Linked DNA regions of Mus musculus: regions 1, 2 and 3 are each linked to region 4. The links are chromatin contacts, called in public HiChIP or PLAC-seq maps. All regions are on one chromosome and are shown on one strand. Each heading gives the region's core, a stretch centred on a gene start, on an enhancer-like site or on the middle of the called end of the contact. The rest is flanking DNA. Distances are from core to core; before and after follow the strand shown. Region 1 has its middle 14 kb from the start of Gm39457. Region 2 has its middle 17 kb from the start of Gm39458. Region 3 has its middle 8.0 kb from the start of Gm34323. Region 4 has its middle 7.8 kb from the start of Gm39459.

The links. HiChIP or PLAC-seq counts read pairs in DNA pulled down with a chosen protein or histone mark.
Region 1: an HNF4G HiChIP or PLAC-seq map of pancreatic cancer cells shows a contact between it and region 4. The contact joins two enhancer-like sites. A contact is called at or near these places in 3 of 484 Hi-C or Micro-C datasets (B cells, bone marrow-derived macrophages and embryonic stem cells), 2 of 115 datasets of contacts at active chromatin or transcription factors (differentiating embryonic stem cells and pancreatic cancer cells) and 1 of 9 other capture datasets (embryonic stem cells).
Region 2: a contact with region 4 is called in a FOXA1 HiChIP or PLAC-seq map of pancreatic cancer cells. The contact joins two enhancer-like sites. A contact is called at or near these places in 3 of 484 Hi-C or Micro-C datasets (cerebellar granule neurons, embryonic stem cells and nephron progenitors), 8 of 115 datasets of contacts at active chromatin or transcription factors (embryonic fibroblasts, embryonic stem cells, intestinal crypt epithelium and 1 more) and 1 of 9 other capture datasets (embryonic stem cells).
Region 3: a FOXA1 HiChIP or PLAC-seq map of pancreatic cancer cells shows a contact between it and region 4. The contact joins two enhancer-like sites. A contact is called at or near these places in 1 of 15 datasets of contacts at CTCF or cohesin (embryonic stem cells), 16 of 484 Hi-C or Micro-C datasets (cerebellar granule neurons, embryonic stem cells and gonadal supporting cells), 5 of 115 datasets of contacts at active chromatin or transcription factors (bone marrow-derived macrophages, embryonic stem cells, forebrain and 2 more) and 2 of 9 other capture datasets (embryonic stem cells and embryonic trunk).

What each region holds. Positions count from the first base shown.
Region 1 is chr9:120,656,596-120,660,824 of GRCm38.p6, reverse strand. No RefSeq gene overlaps it. Among named protein-coding and RNA genes, the nearest start is that of Gm39457, 14 kb to the left of the region's middle. Within about 2 kb of position 2,799, at least 35 of the 459 cell types and tissues checked have an H3K27ac peak or open chromatin away from gene starts, as enhancers often do. A contact at or near this core is called in pancreatic cancer cells, where this site is marked.
Region 2 is chr9:120,690,208-120,694,137 of GRCm38.p6, reverse strand. No RefSeq gene overlaps it. Among named protein-coding and RNA genes, the nearest start is that of Gm39458, 17 kb to the right of the region's middle. Within about 2 kb of position 2,282, at least 179 of the 459 cell types and tissues checked have an H3K27ac peak or open chromatin away from gene starts, as enhancers often do. A contact at or near this core is called in pancreatic cancer cells, where this site is marked.
Region 3 is chr9:120,591,898-120,595,838 of GRCm38.p6, reverse strand. No RefSeq gene overlaps it. Among named protein-coding and RNA genes, the nearest start is that of Gm34323, 8.0 kb to the left of the region's middle. Within about 2 kb of position 1,933, at least 53 of the 459 cell types and tissues checked have an H3K27ac peak or open chromatin away from gene starts, as enhancers often do. A contact at or near this core is called in pancreatic cancer cells, where this site is marked.
Region 4 is chr9:120,824,305-120,828,861 of GRCm38.p6, reverse strand. No RefSeq gene overlaps it. Among named protein-coding and RNA genes, the nearest start is that of Gm39459, 7.8 kb to the left of the region's middle. Within about 2 kb of position 2,476, at least 69 of the 459 cell types and tissues checked have an H3K27ac peak or open chromatin away from gene starts, as enhancers often do. A contact at or near this core is called in pancreatic cancer cells, where this site is marked.

The DNA.
Region 1 (4,229 bases), core at 1,550-4,049, 170 kb after region 4:
GCTGTAGTGCTCATGCAGAGGATACTGGTGACAGGGACTACAAGGCAGACCCAAAGGGAACAAACCCGAGATTGGAGCCTAAGGTGTGCCTCTCTGCGATATTTTGGAGTCATTCTGTGGTGTTTTTTTACAGGAGGTTTTACTTTGAGTGGGGTGTGTGTGTGTGTGTGTGTGTGTGTGTGCTGTTTGTGTTTAGAGAAAGGGTCTCAGATAGCCCAAGCAGTCCTTGAACTTGCTATGTAGCTAAGGCTGGCCTTGAACTCCTGATCCTTCTGTTGCTGCTTGAGTGTTGGCATTACACGCATGCACCATCATGCCTGGGGTGTGAGGAGGGAACATGGGGTCTCGTACAAGCACTTCTGAGTGCAGCACTATCTCAGTGTTGGTTTGGAGTTTGAAGAACTACATATTTAATAAAAAGTCTTAAGACCATGAAACAAAACCCAAACTCTGGGGGAGCAGAGAGCGTTAGGGGGAAAGAACGGGATTAATCATTGGTTTGGGGGTCAGGACCTAAAGCTGTCGTCTGACTCCAGGGAGGCACAGAGTTCGTGGTGGCTTTCCAGCTGACAATGACAGCATGTCACAAGAAGACAAAGAGAGATGTTCTCTGCCTGCTTGCAGGTCTGTCACACAGTCACATGTCTGAGAACCGACCCCCCTCTACCTCCCCTCTGACCTCCACACAAGCTCTGCAGCATCCCCCACCTCCACTACCACATACAATCTATGAATAAGTAAATGTCAAAGAATTTTTAAATTTAGTTCATGCTTAAGTAAGTTTACAGTGTTGAGGGGCTGGAGAGACGGCTCAATGGTTAAGAGCACCGACTGCTCTTCCAAAGGTCCTGAGTTCAAATCCCAGCAACCACATGGTGGCTTACAACCATCCGTAATGAGATCTGACACCCTCTTCTGGAATGTCTGAAGACAGCTACGATGTACTTACATAAATAAGTCTTAAAAAAAAAAGTTTACAGTCTTGAGTTGGGACATGTTTACAGTCATTCTGGGTTGCAAGAGGCTCTCAGGGAGCCAGTTGGACACACTGAGACAGGTCATGAAAATGTGCAACCTTATAACCTGTTGGAGCTCTTTACTTTACACCAGGTACCAAGAGAACATACACAAGACAGACCCTGAAACTTGGGTCTTCTCTGTCCCAGATGTGGGGCTGCCAGCACCATCACACTCACCAGCAACGCTTCCCAAATGTAAAGGGGACATAATGGCCTCCACAGCACTGTTCCCCTTTTTCCCTTAGGAGCTCTGAGTGAAGGTCCTGTGTCAGAGTGAACAGCTAAGACATCAGTGGCATAAGCACGTTCCCACACATTTCCCCTCAACCCCCACAACCTGTGTGACAGTCAACAGGCCCCTCCCACCATCTATGCAGGACTGTACGAAGAGAGGCTAAATCGGCACACACAGCCGGTGTGCAGTGGGGCTGGCATCTGGATGCCAGCTCTGATAGAACTGAGTTACTTGCACTGGTGGGATCAACAGGGGACTTCACTCTTTGACAACAGTTTTCAATTGAGGCTGAAGGTCTCTTTCTTTTCTGACCTGTAGACTATCCTCTCTGATCCTTGGAAGGCAAACTCTCTGGGAACAGATTCTATGATACCTGGGAAGGAGAGAGGGAAGCTGGAGAAAAGTTTCTGAAAATGTCCCCCTGCCCTTCAGCATCTTTCTTGGAGGAGAGACAGTTCTTGGCAAACAAGAGTCCATTCTCTCCCACTGAATGGAGTTCACACACTTGAACATGCACCTCGTGACATTGGCCTGGCCAACATTTGTCCACATCAGCAGTTGGCAATGGCAGGGATGCTTGAACCCCTGCTTGCAGAGCTTCCTGTTCCCACAAACCCTTGCACCCAAATCTCCTGGTTCCCTCCAGACCTGATGCCTGCTCCTCCCCAGTGGGAGGCCTGGTTGGAACTGTGAAGAAGGAGGCTATTCACTTGGAGCAGTCCTGGATGGCTGTGCACATGGCCCATTCCCAGCACGGATGTTAGGCCCAGCCCTCTCTTCTAAAAGATGGTAGTTTGCCTTGGAATGAGTAATTCTCATACCTGCCAAGTTCAACATGCAGCAGACACAAACCCCACTCTGTTCTCAAGGGGCCCTGCCCAAAGCAAGATAGATGGAGCAGGTCATCTGGCGAACACCACAGTAGAGGCCAGCTCCAGGGCACCTGATGGTGGTGAGGGGAGAGACAGAGAGAAACAGACAGAGAGACAGAGAAAGAGAGAGACAGAGACAGAGAGAAACAGATAGACAGAGAGAGACAGAGAGAAACAGACAGAGAGACAGAGACACAGAGAGAGACAGACAGAGAGATATAGAGAGACAGAGACATAGAGAGACACAGACAGACACAGACACAGAGACAGAGGGAGACTGAAAGAGACAGAGGACAGACAGACAAAGATAGACAAAGACAGGCAGAGAAAGAGAGAAAAGAGAGAGAAAGGACAGACAGAGAGAGAAAGAAAGACAAAGATAGGAAAAGAGATAGAGACAGACAAAGACAGGCAGAGAGACAAGGAGAGAGGACAGACAGAGACAGAAAGACAAAGACAGGTATAGAGACAGAGAGACAGACACACAAAGACAGGCATAGAGATGGAGGAATGAATTGGAGGGAGACATGGAGGGGTTTGAATTTCCACTCACCTCTTTTTCCATCCAAGTTATTTCCCTTTTGCCTTAAAATAGCCACATAAGGCATGGCTGATCCATTTGTTGTTTTAACTGGTCCTTCTTGGGGAAGGCTTCCACAGGCTGCCAGGACCTCAGAGTAAAGTGAGCTCTCCCACACCACTCCCTCTCTCAACAAACCCCAGACAGCAGAGCCAAGAACACCTGCCTGGCCTCCACACCCTGGCCTCCACAGCCTCTCTCCAGAGGGAAAGGCACCAGGCTTAAAAGAAATCAGCCAGGCCATGGAGACAGCTCAGTGGGTAAAAGCACTTGCTGTGCAGATGGGAGAATTGAATTTGGATCCCCAGGACCCAGATAAAGCCAGTGCCTCTAATCTATGGCTCGAGGGAAGGCAGAGATGCCAGGGTTCCTGGAAGCATTGGGACTGGGTAGCCTGGTGTTCACAGCAGTGAACAAGAAAGAGGCCCTACCTTAGATGAGGTAGAAGGCACAGAGTGACACCCAAGGTTCTCCTCTGACCTCTGTGGGCTTACTGCGTTACACGTATGCCAGCACACACACACAATATACACATACACATCCTATGCACACGTGAAGATTTATAGTTTTTGTTTTATGCCTATGGGTCTTTTGCCTACATGAATGTCTGTGCCCCCTTCTGAGCCTGGTGTCAGTAGACAGCAGGAGAGGAGGTCAGATTTCCTGAAACTAGAGTTACAGATGGGTGTGGACTCCCATATGGCAATTGAAAGAACAGCAGAGCTCTTAGCCACTGAGCCATCTCCCCAGCCCCATACAATGATTTAGAAAGACTCACCACCATCGCTGGAACCCGGGGGGGGGGGGGGGGGGAAGTCCTCTTAGCTTCCCTAACCTCCCAGTAGCAAGACCTTAGGAGAGAGAGGAAACTCAGCTGAGACCCTCCCCCAGTTATCCTCTCTCCCTGCCTTGTGTTCCCACTGCTGCCCTCCAGTGGCAGTGAGCAGAGGGCCCCACGATCTCCTGCCTGGTTAACGGCCACCAGGGTAAGAGAAAGAGGCTGCAGGGCCATTTCTGGGTCAGACCGAGACACTGGGTAGCTTTGTATTTGCAGCTAATCTTTATTAATTATTAGAACTTATGAAATAGATGAGTCCTGACGCTTCTATTAGCAACTTAATGGCTGTTTATTAAATTTTCTCCAATTACAGCTGTTTAGTACATCAGAAGGCTGGGATGCCCTATGAACGACCTTGGAAAGAGAAGGCAGGGGCTGGTGTTCCAGGTGACTTTGCTCAGCTGAGCAAAGATCTCATCTTGGGAAGAGTGAAAACTCAAAAGCAGAGACCGTGGTCCAAGAAAGGACTCCACAGGCAAAAAGGGAACTTGTCACGTACTCCAGAGAATGGGGACCATTCAGAGTCTCCCAATGCACGTCTGTGTGCACACATCCATTTCTGTGTATGTTCTCGCGTGTGCAGGTGCGCACGCACACTTGTGTGGAAGCAAGGACAGCCTCGACTGTCAGTCTTTAGGTGCCTTCTATCTTGTTCTTTGAGTCAGCGTCTCCCACTAGCATAGAG
Region 2 (3,930 bases), core at 1,033-3,532, 130 kb after region 4:
CCAAGTCCTTCTTTGGGGAGATTCTAGGTCCTTCTTTGGGGTGACTCCAGGTCCTTCTTTAGAGTGACCCCAGGCCCTTCTTTGGGGTGACCCAGGTCCTTCTTTGGGGTGACCCCAGGCCTATCTTTGGGGTGACTCCAAGTCCTTCTTTGAGATCACCCCAATTCCGTCTTTAGGGTGACATGAGCTTTAAGTAGAGGAAGAAGAGGAGAAAAGGTGTGTAGCCCTGGGCCAGGCGTGACCCTGATGATCACCATGCCAGCTGTGGCTCTAGAAGATGATCATCCAGGGTGTGGCCTTGGCTTTGACTCCTGGATAGCTGCCTTCTCCTGGGGTTTCTGTTCTTAGAATCCAGGGTAGATATAGATCCAGGTTAGGACAGTGACTTATCCTTGTTTTTTAGTCCTGGAAGCAGGCTGAACTATGCTAGGTAGGCAGACACAGGCATTCCTGTGCTGAGTCAGGCAGAGCTCTGAACCAAAGCCAGGGACACAGACAGGGAATGAAGGCAGAGATGGCAGGCTCCGCCCTTTTGGTCCAGGTGAAGAGTCAGCACTTTTAATCAAGAGCAACAACTAAGGGCCTCTTAGAGAGATCTGGGTGAAGTTGACAGAGTGCAGGGCACTCAGAGAGGGGAGGAGAACCATCTGAGTTGTGAGTGCAAAAGCAACTGAGATTCTTGCCGTTTTCTTTCCTGTGCTGCTGTGTTTTAAGTCTCTCTCTCTTGTTGGTATGAAGGATGCAACATTTCTTCAGGGGTTTGGGTATCCACAGTTCGCTCCCACCTGCCCTGACAGCACAGGCTTGCCATTGTGTGAATGCCAGCTTACTCTCTGCAGAACCTCACACGGCTGGCATCTAGGAACAAGAAATGGAGCCAACAGCTTTCGGCCGATGAGAGGTGGAGTTGGTAGAGGAAGTCCAACTTCTTGTGTTGGTTGGTTGGGACCCTTCACAGTTGTTCCCAAGACAGCAGCAGCCTCACTTGGGAACTCACAGAAATGGAAGCTATCAAGGTCCGCCACTACATACTGACTGAATCAGAAACTGAAGCTGGGCCCCAGCAGACAGGGCTCCACAGCTTTCCAGGCAACTCTCCTGCGTGTGCAGATATAGCCGTGCATGCTGTTTCCCAGAGTGTCCTTGCGGCTCTAGCTGCCTAGGGCTAACCTGTTTATAAATGGAGTGTGTGCTGTTCTGACCACAAGTCTCCAATATCATCTTACTCGTGAGAAAGCAGGGAAGGTTGTATTCTGGAGAATGCGTGCGTGTTTCTGCTGGTACCATATACAGAGTTGGTACAGTCTAGAGATGGAGTATTTTCCTATCTATGAATATTCATCTATCTACAGTCACACGCATACATAATTGCTTATTTACATGCAAATCCGTGGAGATCTGCATTAGATAGAAAGGAATAAAAAAAAAGTTAGCTGATTGTTGTAGAGTTGAAGCCAACAAGACTGCAAGTGTCTGACCCCATACCTGGACAAAGTACACACTCAATGAAAACAAACATAAATGCCCACGGCCCTTCAGAAGGGTGACATGTAAAGCATGTCTGGGATAGCCCCCAAGCGAAGGGGCCTAGGAACTCCGAGGAACAAGAATGTCTCAGACACAGATTTGAGGGAGAATCTGGAGCTATGTCTCGGCTCTCGCCTTCAAAATCAACCTCTGTGTTCCGCCTGTGGCCTCTGCCACAGAGCTAAGGATGTGAGAGGCACCAGCTGGCCTGCGCCTGTGGTGACCGTCCCCACTTTTCCTCTTTGCATCAGTAAAGCATCCCTCTACCCAGGAGGGGAGTGAATCTATTGCTCTGTGGGCAGATGGCTCTCTCGCTTCTGAGAAAGTAGGCTGTTTTGTTACTCTTCTCGCTACTGTGGCAGGAAGCAACCTGAGGGTGTGCTGTGGCTCACACAGCCTGCCAGCCTGATGGCGTCAAGAACCACCTTCAGACAAACCCCTCTGAACTTCTGTGAAGAAGTTTCTAGATTATTTACTTGAGGTGGTACTACCCAGCCTAAACGTGGGTGGTACTGGGATCCCTGACTGAGTACAAAGATGAAAGCGCTGAGCACAGACGTGCACGCAAGCGTGTGTGTGTGTGTGTGTGTGTGTGTGTGTGTGTGTGTGTGTGTGTGTGGTGTGTGTGCGCGCGCGAGGAACCAGGAATCCCCACTGGCTGCAAACTTCAAGGCTGGGTCCCCAGTGAGCATCTCTCCCGAGCATGGAGAAGGCACAGAAGGGCCAAGCCTCTACTACTGCCTGCTTCTACAGGAACCGCTGGAGGGAAGTGAAGAGCAGTGTGTGTAGATGCCGCCCCCGTCCCAGGCCCCGCCCCCTGCATGGCCCCAGCTAGTGACTTGCAGCCGGGACAGCCAGCCTTCTGCATCCCGGCAGGGTGCCGGGAAGTAATTCACTGCAGAGGCTCCTCCTCAGTGCAGTTTCCTGTGGCCAATTATTTTGGGAACGAGGACTGGAGGTTTGGGTGGAGGAGGGGCAGTCAAGGGCCTGGAAGCAAAAGGGCATGAGGCTGATCCGGCCTCCATGCCCTGATGTAGAGGTAGCCTCCACCCTCCACACGAACACAGAAGCGTCACATGGACCCGCATTGTGTGGCTTGGAAGTCCTCCGCTTGTACACCATCCCTCCAGAGTCAGGAACCAGACGCTGGAAGGCAGCCTTTTAGTTTTTTTTTTTTTTTTCCACTATGGGAGGAATGAAGCGGGGAGGAGGGGTCCACACACTCACACGATCCAAGTAGACTTCTCCTAGTTTGTTTTTCTGACACATTGGAAACCGCACAGTGCAGAGAAAATTCGTCTCACATGCTCAGGCCTGCTTTCCCGGAACGCATCCAGAGACGGCTGTGTCAACACTGCTCAGCCAGCCAGCCTCAAAGGGATGGGCTCTGTCAAGGAAAAACTCAACCCAGACCCTGGCGTGAGGGGGCGGCGGGGGCTTTGTGTATCCTTTAAAGGGAGAGTGGGCCTCTAAGCGGACCAGGCACTTCCCCCACCACGCAGTTGTCCCCACACCACCCCTGTATCGCAGGGGTTCCCCGTCCCAGATGGTGCTGAGCTGTGTGTGTGTGTGTTCAGCTGCTCTGCTTCCTCTGAAGCCACAGGGAGGAACCGGAGAGGGAGCCAGGAGGATGGAGGAAGCCTGGGTGGAGGATGTTCCTGGTGGCTAGAGCAGCTAGGTACCACACTGGATGCTGATTTGGATGGAGAGGAGCCTCAGAAGTGAGTCCCCAGAGTTTGAGATCTGGACGTCAACCCTCAGTGTTCAAGACCCAGATGTAACACCACCACCTCCCCCCACACCCCACCACCAAGTGTTAAGAGACCTGGACCTAATTCCCACGCTGTTGTTTGAGATGCAGATGTAACCAAGCCCTCTCTTAAGAGACCTAGCTGTAAATCTCACCCCAACCTAGCCCTAACAGATTCAAATGCAAACTCTCCCCTACTCATTCCCCTATTCACTACTGTAAATTCCCAGTGTGAGATCAGGTGTAAGCATCGGGTGTTTCTGTGAAACTGGAGCTTCCTCTGCAGACGAGAGAGAGGAGCTGCCTCTGGGCAGCCAAGGTGTGGGGCCATCATGGCTCACTGACCGTGGCTTCTTGCTACCTGCTTGTCCTTGGAGGCCTTCTACCTGTGGCTCGCTTCTTCAGACACAGTTTGTGGTTCTCAAAGCTGCCTGTGTGGTCAGGAATGTTTACAGTTTGGGATTTCAGTGACCACAGCCTACCAGGAACAGCAAGGAAACCCCTTGTTTCTCTACCATAAAGTAAGTTCCACTGAGCGCCATTGCCCAGTTCCTATGAGGGCTACGGTCGTTCTAGGGTTAATTTAGGATCTTGAGCTCTGGCCACAATCCAGATCCTAATGACACTGTAGAGTTTCTTGTCCCTCCTGGCTC
Region 3 (3,941 bases), core at 684-3,183, 230 kb after region 4:
AGAGATGGACTCTGCTCATCTGCAGGCTGCTCCATGTCACCCACCCACACAGCATCTGACTCTCAGGTGAACTAGCAGCTGATACTCCTTGCCTGGCAGTTCAGAGCATAGAATGGATTCTGTCAGCTTGAGCCGGGAAATGCTGCGAAACCCCTCTGCTTCTCAGAGCCTTCATGGGAAACACAGATGCAATGAGAGGCCCCAGCTGGGAGCTTCCTGGTAGATCCACCTGCCAGGCCCTGACCCGTGCTCTCCTAGAGTGACTGCTGCAGCCCAGCCAAGCCCTCCTGTATGGGAACCAGACCAGAGCTGCACAGAGAAGCTGTGAATACAGACAGCTATGCCAAAGCTTAATTATCTACTATTAACACTGTGAAATTGTGAACAGGGCAGAAAAGATGGCTCAGTGGGTAAAGGCACTTGCTGCCAAGCTTGATGATCGGAGTTCAACCCCTGGGACCCACATGGTGGAAGGAGAGAGCTCACTCACAAAAATTGTCCTCTGGCCTCTTACAAGTGCAATGCAATACACACACACACACACACACACACACACACACACCATTTTCTTAAACTAAAAACATAAATAAAATAGATAAGTAAAAACTGTGAATACTGAGTGAGCCACGCACTGAGCCTCTATCACACATCCATGTCTGACTTCGTCCTGACTGGCATCTTCTTAATCAACACAAGACACAAAGTCTCAAGTCTTAGGTTGGGAGGCTGAAGGACTGATTGTTCAGATGTTGGAGCTGGAGAAAGGGGGTGAAAAAAAAGCTGAGGGGAAGTGGGCAGCCCCCCACTGGGCTCTACCCTGTGATAACTGCATTTGAATGAGCGGGGGCGGATCCTGAGGGTTATAATTGGCTCTCACTTTGGGATTCTGTTGATTACTTAGGAAAATGTGCTGGGGCTTATTTCACTTTCCGATCTTGTACCACTTTAATGAAAATTTATTACCAGCAGCTTCCTGAACCGGAAAGGAAGAAATTGAAAATACACATCTGTGTATAAGTAAACAGACGTGTGGAATGAATGCATTCTTTTTAGATGAGATGCCTGACTTCTGCTTATGAAAAATGAATAAGGGGCCTTCGGCTTCACACATGAAAGGAAGCACCAGGAGAGACAGTGAGTAACGAAGACGTAGTGTTAAGGGTGTGTTTGGGATAACCATGGGCAGTGTACAAAGCATTAAGTTTAAAATCAAAAGATCTGGAGCCAAGAGATAGCTCAGCAGGCTAAAGCCTTCGATGTGAGAATCTAAATTCAATCCTTACCACCCCCCACCCTCCCACCCCCACACACACCCAAAGCAAGCCAGGCGTGGTGGTGCACACCTTTAATCCCAACACTCAGGAGGAAGGGGCAGATGGATCTCTGTTCCAGGTCAGCCTGGTCTACAAAGTAAGTTCCAGGACAGCCAGGGCTACATGGAGAACCGCTGCCTCAGTGGGGATATGGGGATTGGGGGGAATTTAAGCCAGGTGTGTTAGCATACATCTGTAAGTCAAGCATGCCTCCTTGGTGAGATAGAAGGCAGAGACTGGAGAATCACCCAAAAGCTCACTGGACTGCTAGCTTACAGTATACAAGTCAGCAGCAGAAGCCACTGCCTACAACTCAACTCTGTAACTCTGGCTCCAGGGATCAGTGCCCTGCACGAACGCATGCCTGTGTCTACACACACACACACACACACACACACACACACACACACACACATGAATAGAAAGCATGCATGTGTGTGCACACATTCACAGAAAGCATGCATATGTGTGTGCACACATTCATAGAAAGTATGCACATGTGTGTGCACACATGCACACATGATTTAAGAAACGAATCCTAAGAGAATGGAATCTGTGCCCTTCTAGTTTATTCCTCAGCAGCATGTGCAACCGACTGCGTGAGTCAGCAAAGAAGACTCTGAATGACTCCCCTGCCAGCATCGCACTTCCGCCCTGTCCTCTACCCCCCTTTTGTATTTCACATATAATACTATGTTGACATGTTGATTGTTCTGTGAATTTCCCTCAAGACAGGAATCCTGCCTTTTCATCTATATTTCTCAAATTACAAGGGTAACAAGGACACACAATTAAACCAACAAACAAGACGTAATTCTCTTGGAAGCAAAACAAAACTCTGAACAGGTTGTACAACTGGTTCAAACAGGTTTATCCCTCATTAGTCATCAAGTGAATGCAAATTAAAAACCACAGTGAGATACAGTTCCAGCCATCAGAAAAGAAAGTCAAAAAGCCCTGGGAACAATGTAGCTGCTCTGCTGGATCTGAGGCCTCTGCACAGGAGGGGGCCCAGGCCTGGTGTTGTGGCCTGGTCAACGGTCAGAGACTCCAGGGTGTCACAAGCCATGGAGGGGAACCGCCTGCTGTTGTTTTACTAAGCTACATGGCCTTCTAAACGCTTGTTTTATACTCTAGATGGGTGCTGCCTCTGCCTTGGCCAGAAGCAGCTTCGATGTGCTGTGCTGAGCACTTAATGCGGAGACTCACAGCTGCCCATGTGCTGAGAGTAAGCGAGTGTTGAGGGCTAGCCCTACATGGGACTTTCTGCCAATGGCTGGCTGTAGGAGGAGGCACAAAGAGTGTAGGAGCTGCCTGGTGTGATGGCAAATCTCTGTTTCAGGCCAGTCTTCTATACAGCAAGTTCTTGGCCAGGCAGGCTACACAGTGATAGCCTGTCTCAAAATAAAATAAAATTGAAGAAGATAAAATAAAAAAAGAATGTAAGAGCTGGAGGATGGGGAGGAGGAATGGGAGGAGGGATGGGAGGAGGGATGGGAGGAAAGATGGGAGGAGGGTTGTCCTCTGGACTTGACACTACACCCATGAACACACTACAGCTGTGGCTATTGACCAAGAGCAAGCCAAGGGGATCAGTGGACACTCCACTGGGCAGCACCAGTTAGCCTCAGTGGAGACAGAGAGAGAAGAGAGACAGACAGACAGACACAGAGAGAGGAGGTTGGAAGAAAAAGTGGGAGGTAGTGAATTGGAGTGTCCAGGGGAGGGAAGAATGGAGAGGATGGTTAGGGGTGTATATGACCAATATACATTGTTTACATGTGTGTAGTTATTGAAAAATAAGTAAAAGGTATTCTATTAAAAAAAAAAAAAAGATCAGAGATGCAGGCTGATGGACCAGGGCAACCTTCACACCCCCAGATGGAATGTGAGAATGTCACTGAGCACGTGGAAAAGTATACTCACCATGCCAAGCCACCATTCCACCCTTTAGACCTTTATCTAAGAGGAATGAAATCCCATGCCCCTGTATCCACACTGGACCACCACCAGTTCTATCACAACACACTGCACAGCTAAGCTAAGTATCTGTTGTATCACAATTCTTTCAGGGTTGGGCATGGGTGGAGCCCAGCTGGAGCCTCTGCTCAGAATGTCCCAGAAGAGCCCTGTGATGGTTAGCTTTGGCAATGTGACACAACCTGGAGTCACCTGAGAAGAGAGAATCAATGAGGGACTGTTCACAGCGGGTTGGTCTGTGAGCATGTCTATGGGGGACCGTTGCAAATGAGTTAAGTGATGAGGAAAGACCCAGCCCTCAGTGGGTGGCACCATTCCCTAGGCAGGCAATCCTGGACTGTTTGAGAGTAGAAAACTGAGCTAAGCACAAGCAAGCAAGCACACATTCATTTCTCTCTGTTCTTGGATGTGGCTGTTTGTGACCAGCAGTTTTGAGTTCCTGCCTTGCCTTCCCCACAATGATGGAAGGTATGTAACCTAGAGTTGTGAGCAGAAATTAAACCCTTTCTCCCTTAAGTTGCTTTTTGTCTGGATACTTTATAATTGAAACTGAAACAATATTAGGACAATCTCCACCCGCAATGAGTGAGCTAGGGAAGACCAGCTAGGGAAGAAATCTTTTCCAGACTCACAGGATGCTGTTGGGAG
Region 4 (4,557 bases), core at 1,227-3,726:
TGCCAAGGCCATGCAGCTTTGCCCTCATCTTCATGCACTCATCCATCTATTCATCCATGCATCCATTCACTCATTCATCCATCTATCCACCCATCCATCCATCCATGCATCCATCTACCCATTCATCCACCCACCCACCTATCCATCCATCTATCCATCCCTGCATCCATCCATCCATCCACCCATCCATCCACCCATCCTGATCAGTGTTGCAAGACAGAAGCTTGCTTAGACAGGGTAGGATCTTCCCATGTGTAGAGAGCTGATGGCATGCTACAAAAACCATCAAGGACAAGAGGACAGCAGGCAGAGTGCGAGATCATGGTGTCCTAACCTTCTTTCTTTTCATCCACTCAGTCTGTCTCCTGGGGGCCTGAAGGCCAAACTTAACTCAATTGTCTCAGTTACATTTTGTAAATGTCAGCACATGTATAGCATCAAGTTAGTCTGTGAAGATACATTTTTGCATGTCTACTGTGGGCATGGCACATGTTGGGGGCTTTCAATACTTTGTCTCATAATACCATTGCTAATTATACCCATGTCATAGTCAGGGTTTCTATTCCTGCACAAAACATCATGACCAAGAAGCAAATTGGGGAGGAAAGCTTATTCAGCTTACACTTCCATATTGCTGTTCATCACCAAAGGAAGTCAGGACTAGAATTCACACAAGGTAGGAACCTGGAGGCAGGAGCTGATGCAGAACCCATGGAGGGATGCTGCTCACTGGATGCTTCCCCTGGCTTGTTCAGCTTGCTCTTTTTTTTTTTTTTAATAGAACTCAGGACTACCAACCCAGGGATGGCACTACCCACAATGGACCCTCCCATCTTTGATCACTAATTGAGAAAATGCCTTACAGCTGGATCTCATGGAGGCATTTCCTCAAGGGAGGTTCATTTCTCTGTGATAATTCCAGCTTGTGTCAAGTTGACACAAAAGCACTCATTACAATCCATAAAGAAAGGCCTGCAGGGTGAGAATATTTGCCCCCAGCTCCCAGTTAGCTGATCCTAAACTGACTTTCCATAAGCCGGGCTAAGTGTCTTTGGGCTTGATGTTGTCTTTAGGTTCCCACTCTTTTCTTGACATACACACGATAAAAGGAAGTTGGAGAAGTCACAGCCAGTGTGATATGCAAGGCAGTGTGGGACAGTGGAGGCCAAGCAAGCTCATACTTCAGTGTGCCCAGCATGGGGTCATTACTCTGGCTCCGAGTTAGCAAGTGGCATGCATTGGGTCTGGAATGTTCTGTGTTCAGTGTACTGGAGGCATCATTTGCAGTCCATTGGATGGTGGGATTTGAACCCTTTCTTCCTCTCTTCTGACCAGGCACATACGAAGTTTGATTCTACTGTGACAGTCTGCCTCACCACAAAGCAAAGAGGCCAGTTTACCACAGACTGAAACCTACCAAGCACCAAGACAACCTTTCCTCACGGCAACAGGAAACACTAACCATGCGCAGGTCTGCTGGGCTCCAGAGCTGCATTTGGAAGAATCTGCCACCCACCCTGGGGTGTGGGGGTGAGGCTGCCTGCCAGCCTCACCTGCTGCTCTATGCTGCTTTCTTAGAGAAGCAAAGCTGTATTCCACCGTTGTAGACGGACCTTCCTCAGCCTTTTGAGAAGAGCCACCTGGTCAGAGTGGTCAGCTTGAGGAGGGCATGGCTGGCCAGGTGTTACTGTTCCTGGCAAAGCAATCCTGCACCTTGTAAGATCCAAATGAGGCACCCAGGACAAAGCTGTGGGTGTGACCTGGGATGAGGCTGCAGGTGAGAAGCGGCCATTAGTGCTTTGTGATAAATCTCCAAGTAGCTCCAGATTGAAGAACATCTGTGCCCACTGAGCAAGGAAGGTGGTCCACTGCTCAAACTGCAGCCCCTCCCTCCACATTGTTCCCAGCCCAGAACTTTTGGAATGCTTGAAACTAGATCGTACCGATGGCTGAGTTCACTGAGTTTTTATACACACACACACACACACACACACACACACACCTATGATTAAAGTTTAATGTGTGAATCAAGCACAGTGAGAGATGACCAGCAGCAACCATACAACAGTCAGGGAAACAATACACAGAAGTGGATGTTACGCTTCTGCTCTTTGCTGTGTCTCAATATCCTGTATTTACCCCTCCACCTCCACCTCCACCTCCACCTCCACCTCCACCTCCACCTCCACCTCCACCTCCACCTCCACCTCCACCTCCACCTCCACCATGCTGTGACTCATAGGTCAGACCCTGGTTGACCGTGCGTAACTGAAACCACAGATAAGATGGGTGATTGTGCCAGAGGAAGGAGGGCGGGTACAGGGACAGCCCTACCCAGAGCCCCTTGACAGAGGGGTTCCTGACCAGAGGCTGTAAATGTTGGTCATAAAGTGCTGTCCCTGGAGAATTACCCTCAGCCATATGACCCCAGAGGGCTGTCCTGTGACACTCTTTTCCTCCCAGGGATGGTGTCTGTGTTGTAATCTGGGCTCCAGTGTGCTGAACACTTCCTTGTTCCCTTCCTGCTAAGGACACTCCCCAGAGTACTCAATACAGGATTTGCTCGTGGGAACCTTACTTGAGAGGAAAGGTCCTTCAGGTGACTTTTGAGCCCTCACTAAGACTGTATGGAGTGGGCTCCCAGGGGGATAAACTGGGGATCTGAGAGAGTCACTGGTTAGATGACAAACAGTTGGGTCAGGACTGGTATGTATGTCCAGGGACGCCTCTGTCCAGCTTTTGCCAGGGCCTCTACTTCCACACAGGCTTACACACGGTTAGCATTCTGCCAGGCACATGATTTGCCAGGAGGTGAGGCCTCTGTAAGAGCCAGAGACAGTGGAGGCCATGAAGGTGGCCCCTCTGTGGTCCTGCTCATAGGCTACTCACACACGCAAACCCTGGGGCGCACCAAGTCCCATGATAAATGCACCCAAATTTCTCCGCTCAGCGGAGAGGCCATTCTTGTATGCAGCTTTCTCACTTTTAGTTCTCCAGACACATTTCCACAAGAGGGGACAGAGTCTGGGTCCTAGTCTAGATTCTAAAGGACATTGGGCAAAACAAGACTCAGAGAGAGACAACAAACAGATTCCCAAGCTCATGGTTAGCCCTGTTCAACCTCATCTTCTGGTATTACTGTGCACATTTGTGTGAGGTGCGTGTGTGTGTGTGTGTGTGTGTGTGTGAAGGCCAAAGATTGGTGTGTATGTCTTCTCTAATTGGATTGTACACTAGTTTTTAAGACAGTGTCTATCATTGAACCTAGATTGGCTGCCCAGCCCATGAGCTGCAGATGTCTGCCTGTCTCCTCCTCTCCAGTACTGGGATTGAAGATGAGTCACCATGCCTAACTTCAACACAAGTTCTTGGGAACTGAACTTAGGACCTCATGTTTGTGTGGCAAGCACCTTATCACCTGAGCCATCTTCTCTGCCCCTCACTGTGCACATTTAAAAGAGGTTCCCTGGTCCCTTTGTGTGTCTGGGAGATGCAAGATCCCTTGACTTTGGGCAATGGTGTGGGACTGAAACCACAGCAGGGACAAGTCCGTGAGGTCAGCAGTGAGCCTGCAGAAGATGATCAGAGTATGAGCTGGAGTGTGTGCAGGAAGTGTGGTGTGCAGGGTATGTGTAGTGTTTAGTGCACATGGTGTGCAGCATGTGTGGTATGAGGTATGAGTGGTGTGTGTGTGTGTGTGTGCTGTGTGTGGTGTGTGGGATGTGCGCTGGGTCGTATGATGGTGAGTCTCTCAGGAAGCTTGGACACTTGCATCAGGCTTCTGAATGCAGGGTTGGGGGTGGGGCAGAGGCCGCTCTCCTGGCTTTAGTTCTGTATGTGTTGTTTCATTCATTCCTCAGCTCCAACACTGTTAGTGGAACCCGTGGGCCTCAGAACCCAGTCCCCATGACACCTTTAGAGATGCTTGTATTTACCTGCAGTGACATCCTGCCCTGGGTGTTTGTTTGTTTGTTTGTTTTTAAGGATATGAAGACAGTTCAGGAAGGAGCACGTTGGAACTTTTGGGATTACATTTTTAGATCCACTATTTTGAGAAGTTCTCTCAGTGGGTCTTTTAGGAGGGTCATAGGAATGGTGACTCCTCGTGTCAACTTGGCTGGGTGTAAAACAGCCTAGGAGACACAGCCCTGGATGGAGCATTTCCAGATAGGTTCAGTGAGGAAGGAGAACCTATCCCTGACCCCATGGACAGGAGCTCTGCGCTGAACCAAAGGGAGAAAGCCAGCACTTGTCTCTCTGCTTCCTGGCTGCAGATACATCTAACCATTCCCCTCATCCTCTCCTCCTCATCACCCTCTTTATGAGGCTGTATCCCTTACAGCAGGAGCCCAAACAAACCTCCCTGGAGAGGCTTTTGCAGGAACTTTGTCACAGCAATGTAACAAGTGACTAATTCATTGCCTCCTTCCCCTCTCACTAGCTTTTGGGGTTGCCCCATAGGCGTGGTCTCCAGACCTGCTGGCATGTCCTTCCGGGAAAAGGAAGAAAGGAGAGCTTTGTGTTCTAGTCAGGGCTTGTGCTTTAGAGAATGAAGAT